Linked DNA regions of Sus scrofa: all the other regions are linked to region 1. A link is a contact called in public HiChIP or PLAC-seq data. All regions are on one chromosome and are shown on one strand. Each heading gives the region's core, a stretch centred on a gene start, on an enhancer-like site or on the middle of the called end of the contact. The rest is flanking DNA. Distances are from core to core; before and after follow the strand shown.

Region 1 (4,750 bases), core at 1,698-4,197:
CAAAAAGGACACGTAGGAAAAAGTAGAATTAAAGGAAATTTCCATGCATTTAAGAGCCATCAGAGATAGAGGTAGAAAAAAGTGCTACCTATCTTCTACAATTTGCCATGGACACATTCCACCAACACATCCTTGATTCTGATCCTATATGATCAGGACCAAAGGATTACAGGCATGGATTTACTGTGGGAACCTAAAGAGTTACCTTTTACTCCCTTTCCAAGCAAAATACAAGTTAAAGAAAAAGAAGATGGAAATGGAACTGGTGTGTCTTTTTAAAATTCTCTTTGTCTAAAGAAGCATCTTGAATTCTTTTAGAATGGTCATAGGTAGCATATAACTATTTCTTTTTTTTTTTTTGCATTTTTTTTAATGGCCACACCCTTGGCATATGGAGGTTCCCAGGCTAGGGGGCTAATGAGAGCTACAGGTGCCAGCCTATGCCACAGTCACAGCAATGCCAGATCCAAGCCATGTCTGCAACCTATACTACAGCTCATGGCAACACTGGATCCTCATTCCACTGAGTGAGGCCAGGGATCGAACCTACTACCTCATGGTTCCTAGTTGGATTCGTTTCCACTGCACCACGATGGGAACTCCTGCAACTATTTCTTAAGCACTCAGAGATTAGTGGTTTCTGTTTTATGATTGCACTGATACTCTATGGTCTGCCTATACTGATATTATGTTGGTTTCATTTAATTTCTAAACCAAAAATTAAAACTATTGATCTTTTTTCATCAGAACATTACAGAAAGACTTTTGAGACAGCAGACTTTTTTTTTTTTTTTTCAGCTTCAGAAATCACTACTTAAATAGGAGGAGGACACTTTTAATTCTAGCCACTCATCAAACAGAATGCAAAAACTGAGAGCAATGGACGGGAATCACGTGATTGTGGCTCATGTAGGCCCTGATGCTCTGTGTGACCCTCTGCCAATCATTGAACCCCTCTGGGCTTCTACTGCCTGACCTGCAGGCCAAGGGGACTGGAGCGGGTATTATTTAGGATTTCTTCCAATGAAGACATTAACTAATGCTTGGTATGTTTTCGTAAACTTCATAATATCTAACAGGCAAGTTCCCTAAATAACACAACCCAATAGGACCTAAAATGATTTCCAGGACGGAAAAGGCCAAATCAAGCCTGGCACAGAATTTGGTAAAATAACCAACAGCCTTTGCTAGCACTCCCTCCTAAGAGGATTTCAGCTCTATTGCCATGTGGGTAGGTGCTTTTATGGCAGAAAGCCACAATTTTGAAAAATATAAGCCTATTAATAAGCTATCTATGTTCAAACAGGATACCAGCTACATAAATATAATCCATGCTACACAAAGTAAAAGGTAATGTTTGGTAAATGAATGAACTGATTTTCTCAACACATTTTTATAATCAAAATTAATTTTTTTCCACACAGAAGGTCATCCTCAATGACCACACATTAAGGGAGAATATTTTGAGAAAATGAGTATGTTTGGATTTCACAAGTCTTTTCTTGTACTGCCTTCATCCCAGTACCAGACACTATATTCAGAGTCTGATGCCTCCAGTCAAGGTGAAGTCTCCCTAAACCAACAGTGACTGGCAATGATGTGATGTTGCCTGGTTTTGAACTTGGAAACCAACAATTGCTCCCTACTGCCTCTCCACGTTTCTTCTTAGATCTTAAGTCTTCCCAGGGCTTTTAGTCAAGGTCAGCAAAATCAGACTTCATAGGGAAAAGATTTCAAATGATGGGCTTTGAAATAAAAACTCAAAATGAATTTCAACGAAAAGGATCCCGAGTGTCCTTCCCAGATGAGGCCATGAATTAGGTCATCATAACCACAGCACTGGAGTAGTAACTAGATCTGGGCAGATAAGACCCTGAAATGATCGCTTTTTATACATAATGTTCCTAACATTTTATCCAGGGATGTACTTCTGCATAAATGAAGGACATTATATATTGTCCTTCTTAAATAAAAAGAAACCCAGAGACTTCCTAGGGTTATTATTTATGGCATGTGCACAGCAGCACATGCTCACATACATGCTGTACACACATACATATATACATCAGTTTCATGTGTGTCTATTACAGGCCAGCACAGAGCACAGCCATAGAAATACCTTCTGTTTTCTGCTGCCACTAACATGAACCCTATTATCCCTGGGCTTCTAAAATTTTCCTTTGAAATAAGCTGTCTCCATCCATGAACCAACCCTAGCAGAGGCTGAATACAGTTCAATAAATGCAGCTGTATTATAGATCTAATTATCAGCCCATCAAAGAGAATTTATAATCTCCAACCCCCATGAATCAGCCTTCAGTTCCTTTCACCCACTCAATCTCAGAGGAGGGAAAAAATAAACAAGCAAATAGCGAATGGCCTTGCAAATATGTTTGCTGGGTCCTGTCTTTCTTGAGCCTTTGAAAAGCCACATTAAGAAAACAGAACGCTTGCAAGAAAACTGAGCTAAAATGGAACTTACCTAGCATTTTAGTAGAAAAATTTAAAATCTTTCCATTTGATAATAACCCAATGTCCTTTACTATGGCATTTGTTTTTAGAAACAAAGGAAGAAATATTTTAGTTCCAGTGATGCAGTTTCATCTATATTTTATAGGAAAAGTTCATCAGCAGTCAGAAGAGAAATTCATTTTTCAAAAATGCATTCTGACTTGATTAAATTATACAACTTCAGTCATGATGGAATCATCTCAACATTAAAAAAAGAAGAAGAAGAAAAAGAAAGAAAAAGGAAGAAAAAAAAAAAAAAAACTTCCCCAGATTCTGCAATAGCTTCTGTGTGCTCCGAGTTGAGCTTGGTTGCTCTCTGGTTGCCAGTGTCTAACAGTAAACAGCCCTGCTGCATTTATTGGCAATTACTGCTGAAGGTCACACATCAGCAGTGAGCCTAAATTCCAGGAAAAAAAGCAGCTCTTATGTAACTGCTGCCTGAATGCTGGCAGGTGCCCAACCCAGCAGTTCACAGCAATGTAAAAAAGTAGGACACCTCCACCCTGGGTTGGACGTCATGAGAACGCCCCCTGAAGGTGAAATTTAATAATTCTCCCATTTCTCTTCTGTTTTCTTCCCCCTAAATTTTACTGGCGGTGGCTTTCCTTTGCTTGCAGAAGTAGCTCCCGGGGGCAGAAGCTAAGGACAGAAAGGCAGACAGAGGCAGGCTGCAACCGCCCTAACAAGTAGAAATGACAACCTTGCTTTTTTGTTGAAATGGCAAGAGGCTGAAGCTGCAAACTGACACTGATGGCTCTGAAGAGTCTGAAGTGACAGTGACTGAATGGGGATCACATCTCCCAAATGTAGAAATGCAGCCCATCCACTGAGCCACAGCCCACACTTTCTAAACACGCCATTCCTCTCCAAAGAGGCATCTATGTAAATGAGGTAGGTCACTGCTCTACCCACTGCCTCATCTTGAAGTTAGAGGACTTTATCAAAATTACCCTTTTGTGGAGTTCCTGTCGTGGATCAGTGGAAACAAATCTAACTAGAATCCATGATGACACAGGTTTTATCCCTGGCCTCGCTCAGTGGGTTAAGGATCTGGCATTGCCGTGAGCTATGGTGTAGGTCACAGACCTACACCACGCAAGCTCAGATCTAGTGTGACTGTGGCTGTTGCATAGGCCGGTGGCAATAGCTGCAATTCGACCCCTAGCCTGGGAACCTGCACATGCCGCAGGTGCAGCACTAAAAAGATCAAAAAAGAAAAAAAGAAAAAGAAAAAAAACCTTTGGTTTGCCCAGAACTTCACAGTTTAGGAAAAGTGGCTCCATGGTCACCTGCCAGTTGTCCTCACCTGTCATGACCTTTCTCGCCCAGGTAAAAGTTCTTAAATTGCATGTCCTCATGACCCCATGTACTTCAGCTTCCTACATTTCTCATTGACAGCCTGTCATTTAACATTAATTTGTATTATTGTCTATCTCCCCCACAAAACCATAAACTCCAGAAGGGCAGACACTCTGCCTATTTGGGGCACCATTGTATCCAAATCCCCTAGCAACACAGAACAGGCACTCAAACATGAGTCACAGAAATGAATGTCTCAAGCATCAATCGGAGTCTGTTTAAAGCCAAGAAGGGGTGGATGCAGGAACCTTCCAGGGTTGGGGGGGACAGAAACATTCCCTATCTTGATTTGTGTGTGTCCAAAGGTAACAGTTCATCAAGCTACCAACTCAGGAATAAGCTGAACAGACACTAAGCAAGTAGCTCCTTACCCTTCTCCCATTACCTGTCCTCTTCCTGCCCCCTAAGGACAAGGTGAAATCAGGAAGTAAGGAGAGAGACCCTGCCTCGTGATTTGTGAAAAATGATAATAATAAAGAAATGAAAGAAAGCCCTCCTCTTCCTGGTTTCGAGGGGCATGCCACTCTAGGAGACAGCTGGAGAGGCCCCACACCATGCACTTTTCTCGCAGGAACTCTGATTCTGTCCTCACCTCACTCTCCTTTCTCAAAGACTGACAGAGACTCAAAAGGCACTGTATCTTCCAAGCCATTCACTGCATATCCACTCTCCTGCGATGCCCAACTGGCCTTTATCAGTGAAGGGCGGGGTCCTTCCCCAATCAAAGGCTCACAGCTCTCCAGGTGTGCCGTACCCTGGCCCAGGGGCGGTTCCGCACAACGTCTCAAGTGTGAAGTGCTGCTTTGCAATTTAGTTGGGGAGCTTGCCTATATCCAGGGCCAGAGTGGACTCTCACGCAATTCTTGACGGAGTTTCTGCA
Region 2 (4,500 bases), core at 512-3,011, 270 kb before region 1:
AAGGAACTTGAAGGCCCAGTTAAAGTTTATGGGGGGATGGTGGTGATATTATGCTTTTAAACATAAAACAATCACTCTGGCAACTGGAGAGCTGAGTGGATCAGAGCAGGGCAAATGCAGATGCTGCAGGCTTAGGCACATCTGTGAGAATTAGGAGAAAGCATCCCTCCAGGAAGGCAGAGCCATGTAGACTCATGGTTAGGGAGTGGAACCTGGCCTGAATTTCAGAGCCCTCTAACTCTGACCCTGTACCCTTGTTCAGTGAACCTGTGCAACTGTACTCAATGGCCATGGATTCTGGGGAACAGAGAAATCAGAAGACTGTAGAATATTTGTTGACACATCTGCCTCCTCCACATTAAACACCTTGAATTCTGAGTTCTTGAACTCCACACTGACATTTGTAACCCCAGTGCACATAGAAGATGCTCCAAATGTTTGCCAAATAGATTCTTCTTTGGCCTTTTTTTTTTCCTTTATACTTTCTGTCTTCTTGTTCCCTTCTTCTAAATTCATAGTGGCTTCCTATTCATGCACACCGGCTGGATGTTAGGTAGAGGAAGTACTGTGTTAGGCACTTGCCTTGTTTGTCCTGCAAACATCTTATCCTCTGTCCATTCAACAGAGGGTCGGCCAGGGTAACATAGCTAGGAAGGTGGATGGGAACCTTTCTAAATCTTTGACAGGGAGTTCCTTTATGGCTCAGTGGCAACGAACCCAAGTAGTATCCACGAGGATGCGGTTTTGATCCCTGGACTTGCTCAGTAGGTTAAGGATCCAAAGTTGCTGTGAGCTATGGTTAGGTTCATACAAGGCTCAGATCTGATGTTTCTGTGGCTGTGCTATAGGCCAGAAGCTGCAGCTTCAATTCAATCCCTAGTCTGGGAAACTCCATATCTCTGGGTGCAGCCCTAAAAAGCAAAAAAAAAAAAAAAAAAAAAAAAAAGTGTGAATCTAAGTCCTGGGGATGGGGGTGGGACTGGAGGTGGGGTGGTGGCATACTTTCTCATAAGGGTTCTTATAGTTGAATCTTTCTGTAGCTGAATCCTAGAATGTCAGAGTTCAAAGGGACCATATGGGGCCTCATTTTGCAGAGGGGCCAGAGAGGCCCAGAGTGAGGCTAGAAGTTGCTCAATGTCACTGAGTTAAGTCAGAACCAGAGCTGAACTAGGAGCTAGGTTCCTTGACATGTTTGGAAGAAATAGATAGATATCCGGTGTGGAGATGAGAAGAGAAAGACCCAGGCGGGGCCCAGCTTTCCAGGGATGGCATCTGGTTGTGATGGGTATCAGTGAGACTGCTCAGGGTTAGCTCAGGACAACAGAGCGAGCTTGCTATCTGTGTGGAGGGAAGAGCAGGCAGAGACAACAGGACTTCCTCAAGGACCAGGCACGTCTCTAAACCAGAATCCGTTTGGATCCAGCCTGGCCATAGACTTTTGGGACCCAGAGTTGAATTTCTTGTTCTGGGCCCCTAGCCAGGACAGCCTTTGCTGTCAGCAAGCCGTGGCCGGCCACTTGGAGGGCGCCGGGGCGAGGTCACAGAGGAGGCCTGGTTCCTTTTCCTGGGGCCCCTACCCCAGGTGGCCACTGAGGGCCCCATTCTGGTTCCCAGTAATGCCTGCCTGGGGTTTTCCTGCTTCTGGGTCTGCATCACAGCCCCTCTTAGGTCACATTGCCTCAGGTCCCACTCAGCGTTGCTCTGAGCTGGAAAATCCCTCGGAGCCCGCCCGGGGAGCCCATGACCGTGGTGGCAGGAAACTGTGACAGCAAGGCTGCTGGGGGGGATGAGGTTTATTCTTAGTGTGTGGCTGGGAAAGGCGGGGCTGTGTGGGGGTAGAGTAGAATGGAAGGGTTGGGAGAGAACAGAGAAATCCCAAAGGAAGGAGCCCCTCAGAGACTTTCAGACTAGTTTTCTTTCCCAGAGTGGCCTTTGCTTCTGGCCTCCAGGACTGTCTCCCTGCCTTGGGTGTCCCTGGAGCCTCTTGGGGGACATCTCAGGATCCAGGGTCCAGCCCCTCAATTCAGGGATCCCAACTTCTGTGGTTCAGTAGTAATAGCCATGGTAACCATGTAAGTAACAGTCATTAATTAAGCACTTCCTAGGTGCCATGTTCTGTGTATGCAGTACAGTGCCCAGCACACAGTGTGCCCTCAATAAACGGCAGCTTTGGGAGTTCCCTCCTGGCACAGTGGGAACGAATCCAACTAGGAACCATGAGGTTACGGCTTTGATCCCTGGCCTCACTTGGTGGGTGAAGGATCTGGCGTTGCCGTGAGCTGTGGTGCTGTAGGTTGAAGATGTGGCTCAGATCCTGTATTGCTGTAGCTGTGGTGTAGGCTGGCAGCTACAGCTCCAATTTGACCCCTAGCCTGGGGATCTCCATATGCTGTGGGCGCAGCCCTAAAAAGCAAATAAAATAAAATAAAATAAATGGCAGCTTTATTGTAATCCACACATCCACCTTAAGAAGCAGGTATTAATCCCATTTTACAGGCAGGGGAACTGAGGCAGGAGAGCATAAATAATTTCTCCAGGGTCATACAGCTACTCATTTGTTCTCACACCCAACTTATATTTATGAAGTCCCTACTGTGTTGTGGCCACTGTCTTGGATGTGAGAGGAGGTCCAGAGTGCAGTCCCCACCTCAGCTGTGTGGTGTGTGTGTGTGTTCTAATGGAGGACTCCAGCTGTGAGCAGATAAGCAACTTTCTAAGGAAGGTAACTGCAGGTTGAGGGTGCAAAGTACGTGTGCGGGGTGAGGAGATGAAGAGTAAGGGAGAAGGATGATAAGGTAAGGCTTTTCTTCACAGGTGAGATGTGAGCTAGGGCTGGATGGGTGAGAAGGAGGTTGTTCTCAGCAGGGCCAACAGTGAGAGCAAAGGCCCTGGGTGATAAAACCTGGTAGGTTAACTGGAGGCCCCAGGAGGGTGAGTGGGGGGTGGGGAGCATGGAAGGAGGAGAGAAGGGCAAGCAGGAAGGCCTGGGTTCCAGCAGCCTTCCAGAGCCCAGGGAAGGAATGGCATTCTCAGGGGCGGTCAGTGGCAGAGGCTGGATTTCAATCCCTGAATTCAAGCCTCCATGGCCAGCCCAGGCTCTGCCTTTTTGGCCCACCCTCAGGCTCGACTCCTGACTGGACCTGGGGTTGGGAGGAGAAAGGAGGCTGGCCGGAACCCCCCTCTGCTCACTGCATATGACAGAACAGGCAGAGCCACTCCTGTCTCCAGCTCCAGAGCCTATGGGGCCTTGAGTTGCCCACTGAACAATAGGAGCCAGCCCCAGGGGGTCAGCAAGTCAGCCTTGAAGAAGGAGCTGCCATTCCAGCCCTCCCAGCTGCTCCCAGACTCCTAGGCTTTCTCCCTTCCTCCACCCACTATTCCCTCACAAAGGAGGCAGCTTTGCCACCCCACCTCCCCGCCCCCACCCCACCCTGGGTTCAAATCCTGCCGTCATAGCCAGGGGTACAGTGAACAAGTTGTTTAATCACCTGAGTCTCAATTCCCTCACCTGTGAAATGGGCTAAACCCTGTCTGCTCTCCTAGGGCTGCAGGTGAACCTTAAATATGATAGGGGTAATATCAGTGAACACTGGGAGCCTGCTCCCAGCCAGGCATGGGTTCCGTGGGGTTTTTTATTCTTTTTTTTTTTTTTTTCCCTGCAGCATGCGTAAATTCCCAGGTCATGGATCAACCCCGTGCCACAGCAGTAACAATGCCTGCTCCTTTACCTGCTAGGCCAGCAGGGAACTCCTAATTTCTGTATTTTATGTGCAGTAGTTCCCTTCATTGTCATAGAAACAACATGGGGTAGGAGTTGCTATCCTAGCCAGTTTTGTGGGCACATGGCTTGTGCAAGGGCCCCACACTTGTTTGTTTGGGTTTTTTTTTTTTTTTTTGGCTTGTGAAAAAAATATATACGTAATTTTATTGAAGTATAGTTGATTTACAATGTTTTGTTAATTTCTGCTGTACAGCAAAATGATTCAGTTACATATGTATTTATTCTTTTCCATTATGGTTTATCACAGGATATTGAATATAATTCCCTGTGCTATACAGTAGGAACTTGTTTATCCATCCTATATATAATAGTTTTGCATCTGCTAATCCCAAACTCTCACACTTGCTTTTATACTCAGCTCTTTTTTTTTTTTTTTTCTTTTTCATTTTTGGCCGCCCTGCCATATATGAAGTTCCTGGGCCAGGGATCAGATCCAAGCTGCAGTCACGACTTAAGCTGAAGTTGTGGCAACACCAAAGCCTTAACCCTCTGTGCTGGGCCATGGATCAAACCTACAACCCAGTGCTTCTAAGACACCACTGATCCCCTTGTGCTATAGCAGGAACTCCTATACTCAGCTCTTGCCATCTTGAAATTCTTAATTTTTCAACAAGGGGCTCTGCACTTTAATTTTCAACTGGGCCCTGCAAATTATGTAGCTGGTTCTGATTATTATATATGCCATCCATATATTCAAGAGATATTTATGGTGCCAGCCA
Region 3 (4,308 bases), core at 729-3,228, 330 kb before region 1:
TTTTATTTTATTTCTTTTGCTTTTTTTTGGGTGGGGGGGAGGTGTGCGGCACCTGCAGCATATGTAAGTTCCTGATCTCGGGGTCAAATTGGAGCTACAGCTGCCAGCCTACGCCATAGCCACAGCAACGTCCAATCCTTAACCCACTGAGTAAGGCCAAGGATCAAACCCACATCCTCATAGATACTAGTCAGATTCATTTCTGCTGACCCACAAGGGGAACTCCTATAATTTTTATAGCATAATTGATAACAGAACTTCCCACCCCGTATTCCATAGAAGCCTGTTCCTGGTTATATTAATAGGTGTCTGCAATAAAAAGGGGTTTCTACCAGTTTTTATACTTACATGTAAAATATATATATTTACAATTAATTGGGAAACAATACATATGCTCTCCTTACAATGTCCTTTTACACATGCATGTTAGAAAATTAAAGATGATGAAAGTCATGGAAGAGAGCAATGGACATGATTGAGCTTAGCAAACTGATTTAATCATAGAACCCTTTTATAAAAACCCCTATGAAGAAAACCTGATGCTCTACAGACCCAGAGGATGGAATGCCACCCTATACCAGGTTTGCTTGGTCCTTTCTCAGAGGGTTTGACACCCTTACTTTACAGACAAGGAAGGTGACACTCAAGTCACCCAGCTGGCTGGCAGCGCCTGTTAGGATCAATAACTTTTGCAGGAACCCCAGTGATAAAATTGACTGGACTCTTAAAGGTGAACACATGTTCTGGTATTTTACAACTAATGAAGAGTAAGCTAGCACAGCCCCCATTCCCTATGATCACCTCAGGTTGCCTGGTAACTTGGTAGGTTGCCTCTTAAAAGGAGAAGAGTTATCTGCAAAGGATGATATATAGCTTTGTTCCAAATCCTGAGATTCTCTGCTAAGAGGCAGCTGTGGGGACCTACCAGTGTCTCAGAACAGCATCCTTCTGCAGAGGCATTTCCAGCACCATGGTCAGCAGCCAGACCCTGTAGCCTCCCACAAAACTGACAGCTTTTGGGGTTATGCAGTGAGTGAGGAATGAAGGTGTGAGCTCTGGGAAGAAGCCCTGACCAACGTGCCTGCAAAGGGAAAAGGGGATATGGAGTGGGTAGAGGAAGATGGCAGTTATAAATATCAGCTATGACCACATGACCAGTTGCAGAAACCAGGACTATAATTGTTGGAAGCATTCCTCCTTATTTGACATGAATACATTTTCTTATACACAAACCAGTTTCCCCTCTTCCAGTGCCCTATTTAATATGGGACATATTTTGGGGGGCCATGTCCAGAGTACGCTCAGTTCCTGGGCCAGGGATTGAACCCACACCACAGCAGCAACCCAAGCTGCAGCAGTGACAAAGTCAGGTCCTTACTCCACTGGGCCACAAGCGAACTCCTGACATAAAACATATTAACAGTAGTTTACCTTTCATTTCAGTATTTAAGTTACAGAATATCAAAGGGACACTGACTCCCCTATGGAAAAAATCACCCCAAAATGGATAAACTTTGGAGAGGTTTGGCAAGTTTCTGGGTGAATGAGACAAACTGCACTATGTCTGTCATTGGTTAAGATGGGAAAGAGATGCAAAGTAGTCTAAGTCTAACACTCATGTGAACATAGAAATAATACTGCATTTGTCCACACAATATAATTCAACATCCTCAAAAAGCCAATGTGCCAACAAGTTTCAAGGAAATTGATGCTTCTGTGCTAGAGAATAAATAACCAAATGCCACCTGGGCAGTGGGGGGTGGGAGGAGACTCACACTCTCTCAGGTTTCTTAAAACTTATAGCAGCAGTGACTTAGTGTTGATACCAAGAGATAGTGGGGGAGGCTTTGTGCAGAAATGATTTCTGGTGCCAGGTGACTCATTTTTAAACAACTTCCACATTCGGCAGATGGTGATAATGCCAGCGCTTAACGACAAGGCTGAGTAAATCAGGACGGCATGTTTCCACACTTCTCAGATGCTTATTTCTAAACATTATGTAAAAACCATGTCTTTGGGTACCTCCCTCTGCAGTGAGCCATGCTGCCTCTGGAGCCCATCCTGCCCTCCTGTTAGAAGTGACAATGGACCACCCTGACTGGACTATGGGAGAAGGATCTAGACACTCTCATTTTTCAATGCTGAAAGCATCAGGCCACAGAGGACACTGACCACACACATTTTCTGTCCTGGTCATTTCTCACAGGAACACTGCCCTATTGAAAGGATCTTCACCTTCAACAAATTCCCATGTATTTTAGGCAAATTATGTAACCATACAAGATAGAAGGAACATATGATCACTGAGGCTGGGGCAGAAATAACTAAATTTTCACCAAATATTTCATGCTCCCCCACCCATGAGGCAGAGTTGGTGCTGAAACGTGGTGGCCTAGGGAGGCAGTGCATCCCAAGGCCCTTTCATTTGTGCAGGGGCATGTGACTAGTGTTGGGCAACAGAAGGCGAGCAGAAGCGATTTGTGTTACTTATGGCCAAAGTAGTTAAGAAGAGGGTCTGCCATTTCTTTTCTCCCCTTCCTCCTGGACACAGAGGTCTCTAAGCCTCTAAGGGTTGGTAGAGCCAAGAGATAAGATGTGACTGGATGCCAGAATCACCACCTGGATGAATGCCACCAGGAACATCTTCATCAGATTATTTTGTGAGTAACAAATACATTTTCACTGGGTGAAAACACTGAAAATGGGGGTCTAATCATTATTGTAGCTCATATTTCTCTCATTAATGCAGAGGCCAACCTCCATCTCCCTCTATCTAAGGTTTTAATTCTCTTTACAACTCCTCACAGAGATATTAGTAGGAATAACCAGAAGCACCTTGTATGATGGTCAAGATTATGGACACTTGGTGTCAGGCACACTAGGGCTTGAATTCCATTTTCAGTACTAAACCAGCTATGTGTTCTTGGTCAAGCCAGTTAACTTCTCTGAGTCTTGATTTCCTCACTTGTAAAATGGGCAAAATAATAGTACTTATATCATAATACTGTTGAGAAAAGTAAAGGAGCTCATCCATGTAAGGCACTAAGTATTCAAGACAGGAAGGCTTTTGTTCTTATTGGCATTATCCTACAGGTGATCGTCCAACTTATGCTGGTGATAATATTAAAGAGATCAATGGGCAGGTTTCTGTTGCATTGTCACTTTCCAGAGGGCCAGAAGAACTTAGGTACACAGGCAGCTTCTCTAATTAGATAACAGGACCTTGGAAAGCTGAGTGGGTTGGTAGAATTAGAAACATAGGTCCTTGGAGACTCGGGTAAGCATCAAACTCTCTGGGCACTAACACATCTTATCAACATCCAGCCTCCTTCAATAGATAGGAGATGGGAACTGTTGTTCCAAGATGAACAGGTGAGGGCATAAGAGCATGAGTGGGTGGAGGGCTGCCACTATAGGTCTATTCTCTGGACCTTGGGAAATGGAGCCCTCCCACATGGTCTCCAAGGAGACCCCAGAGGTGCTCTCAGCGAGACTGAGAAGAAGCACCAGCATGAGGAGAAGGCTCAGGAGGAACACTGCTAGGAGCACAGGAGCGAGATGGAGAACTAAGGCAGGGCAGGTAGCCAGAAGCCCACCCGCCACAGGAGAATCAGCAGTTTCCTGCCTTTGATTTCTGTACCTGCTCCTCCAGCTTTTTTTCCAGCTGGGGCACCCTCTCCCCCTGTCCTCTGAGCACAGTGTACTGAGCAGACTTCCTGCTAACCCCTGTGTCACCTGTTGCCCCAGGGCAGACCTCCTTTGGTATCCAAAGTGTAAATGAACACTCACCCTTTCCTTCCTTTGCCCACATGCTGAGGGCTGGAAAAACAAATGCAGATGTTTGGCCCCAAACTGCTCCAAGGAAAGATGAGAAGAACCTGGTTCCTGCCACCCTGTGAATGGTGATGAGAAGAGGGATAATTCAGACCCTGCCCTGTGCCTGCTTCCAAGATCCCTCCAGCAAAGCTCCTGAAGCATCTCCGAGAAACTGGACCCACCAGCCCTCTCTGAAGAGCAAAAGGACAAAAAAGGAAAATCAGAGATAGAAGCTCCTGGGGGGCCCCTCAGGTGTCCACACCAAGCGACACCACTGACTAGGCTACCTTCTCCATCTGCTTTTCTTTTGGTTGTGCATTTGTGCAGCTGCTGCAATTTTCAAATATTTGGATTTGGAGAGAAGTTACTATCATGGCTCAGAGGTTAAAGAACCCGACTAGCATCCATGAGGATGTGGGTTCGATCCCTGGCCTCACTCAGTGGGTTAAGGAGCCGGTGTTGCCATGAGCTGTGGGGTAGGTCGCAGACGTG

What was found. HiChIP or PLAC-seq counts read pairs in DNA pulled down with a chosen protein or histone mark.
Region 2: an H3K27ac HiChIP or PLAC-seq map of alveolar macrophages shows a contact between it and region 1. The contact joins two enhancer-like sites. A contact is called at or near these places in 2 of 47 Hi-C or Micro-C datasets (psoas muscle and skeletal muscle) and 2 of 2 datasets of contacts at active chromatin or transcription factors (alveolar macrophages and skeletal muscle).
Region 3: an H3K27ac HiChIP or PLAC-seq map of alveolar macrophages shows a contact between it and region 1. The contact joins two enhancer-like sites. A contact is called at or near these places in 4 of 47 Hi-C or Micro-C datasets (embryonic fibroblasts and mesenchymal stem cells) and 2 of 2 datasets of contacts at active chromatin or transcription factors (alveolar macrophages and skeletal muscle).

The regions. Positions count from the first base shown.
Region 1 is chr13:61,280,043-61,284,792 of Sscrofa11.1, reverse strand. All of the region lies in intron 39 of ITPR1 (inositol 1,4,5-trisphosphate receptor type 1), which reads right to left. Among named protein-coding and RNA genes, the nearest start is that of ITPR1, 210 kb to the right of the region's middle. Within about 2 kb of position 2,947, at least 43 of the 83 cell types and tissues checked have an H3K27ac peak or open chromatin away from gene starts, as enhancers often do. A contact at or near this core is called in alveolar macrophages and skeletal muscle, where this site is marked.
Region 2 is chr13:61,551,597-61,556,096 of Sscrofa11.1, reverse strand. No RefSeq gene overlaps it. Among named protein-coding and RNA genes, the nearest start is that of BHLHE40, 26 kb to the right of the region's middle. Within about 2 kb of position 1,761, at least 15 of the 83 cell types and tissues checked have an H3K27ac peak or open chromatin away from gene starts, as enhancers often do. A contact at or near this core is called in alveolar macrophages and skeletal muscle, where this site is marked.
Region 3 is chr13:61,609,166-61,613,473 of Sscrofa11.1, reverse strand. No RefSeq gene overlaps it. Among named protein-coding and RNA genes, the nearest start is that of ARL8B, 29 kb to the left of the region's middle. Within about 2 kb of position 1,978, at least 2 of the 83 cell types and tissues checked have an H3K27ac peak or open chromatin away from gene starts, as enhancers often do. A contact at or near this core is called in alveolar macrophages, where this site is marked.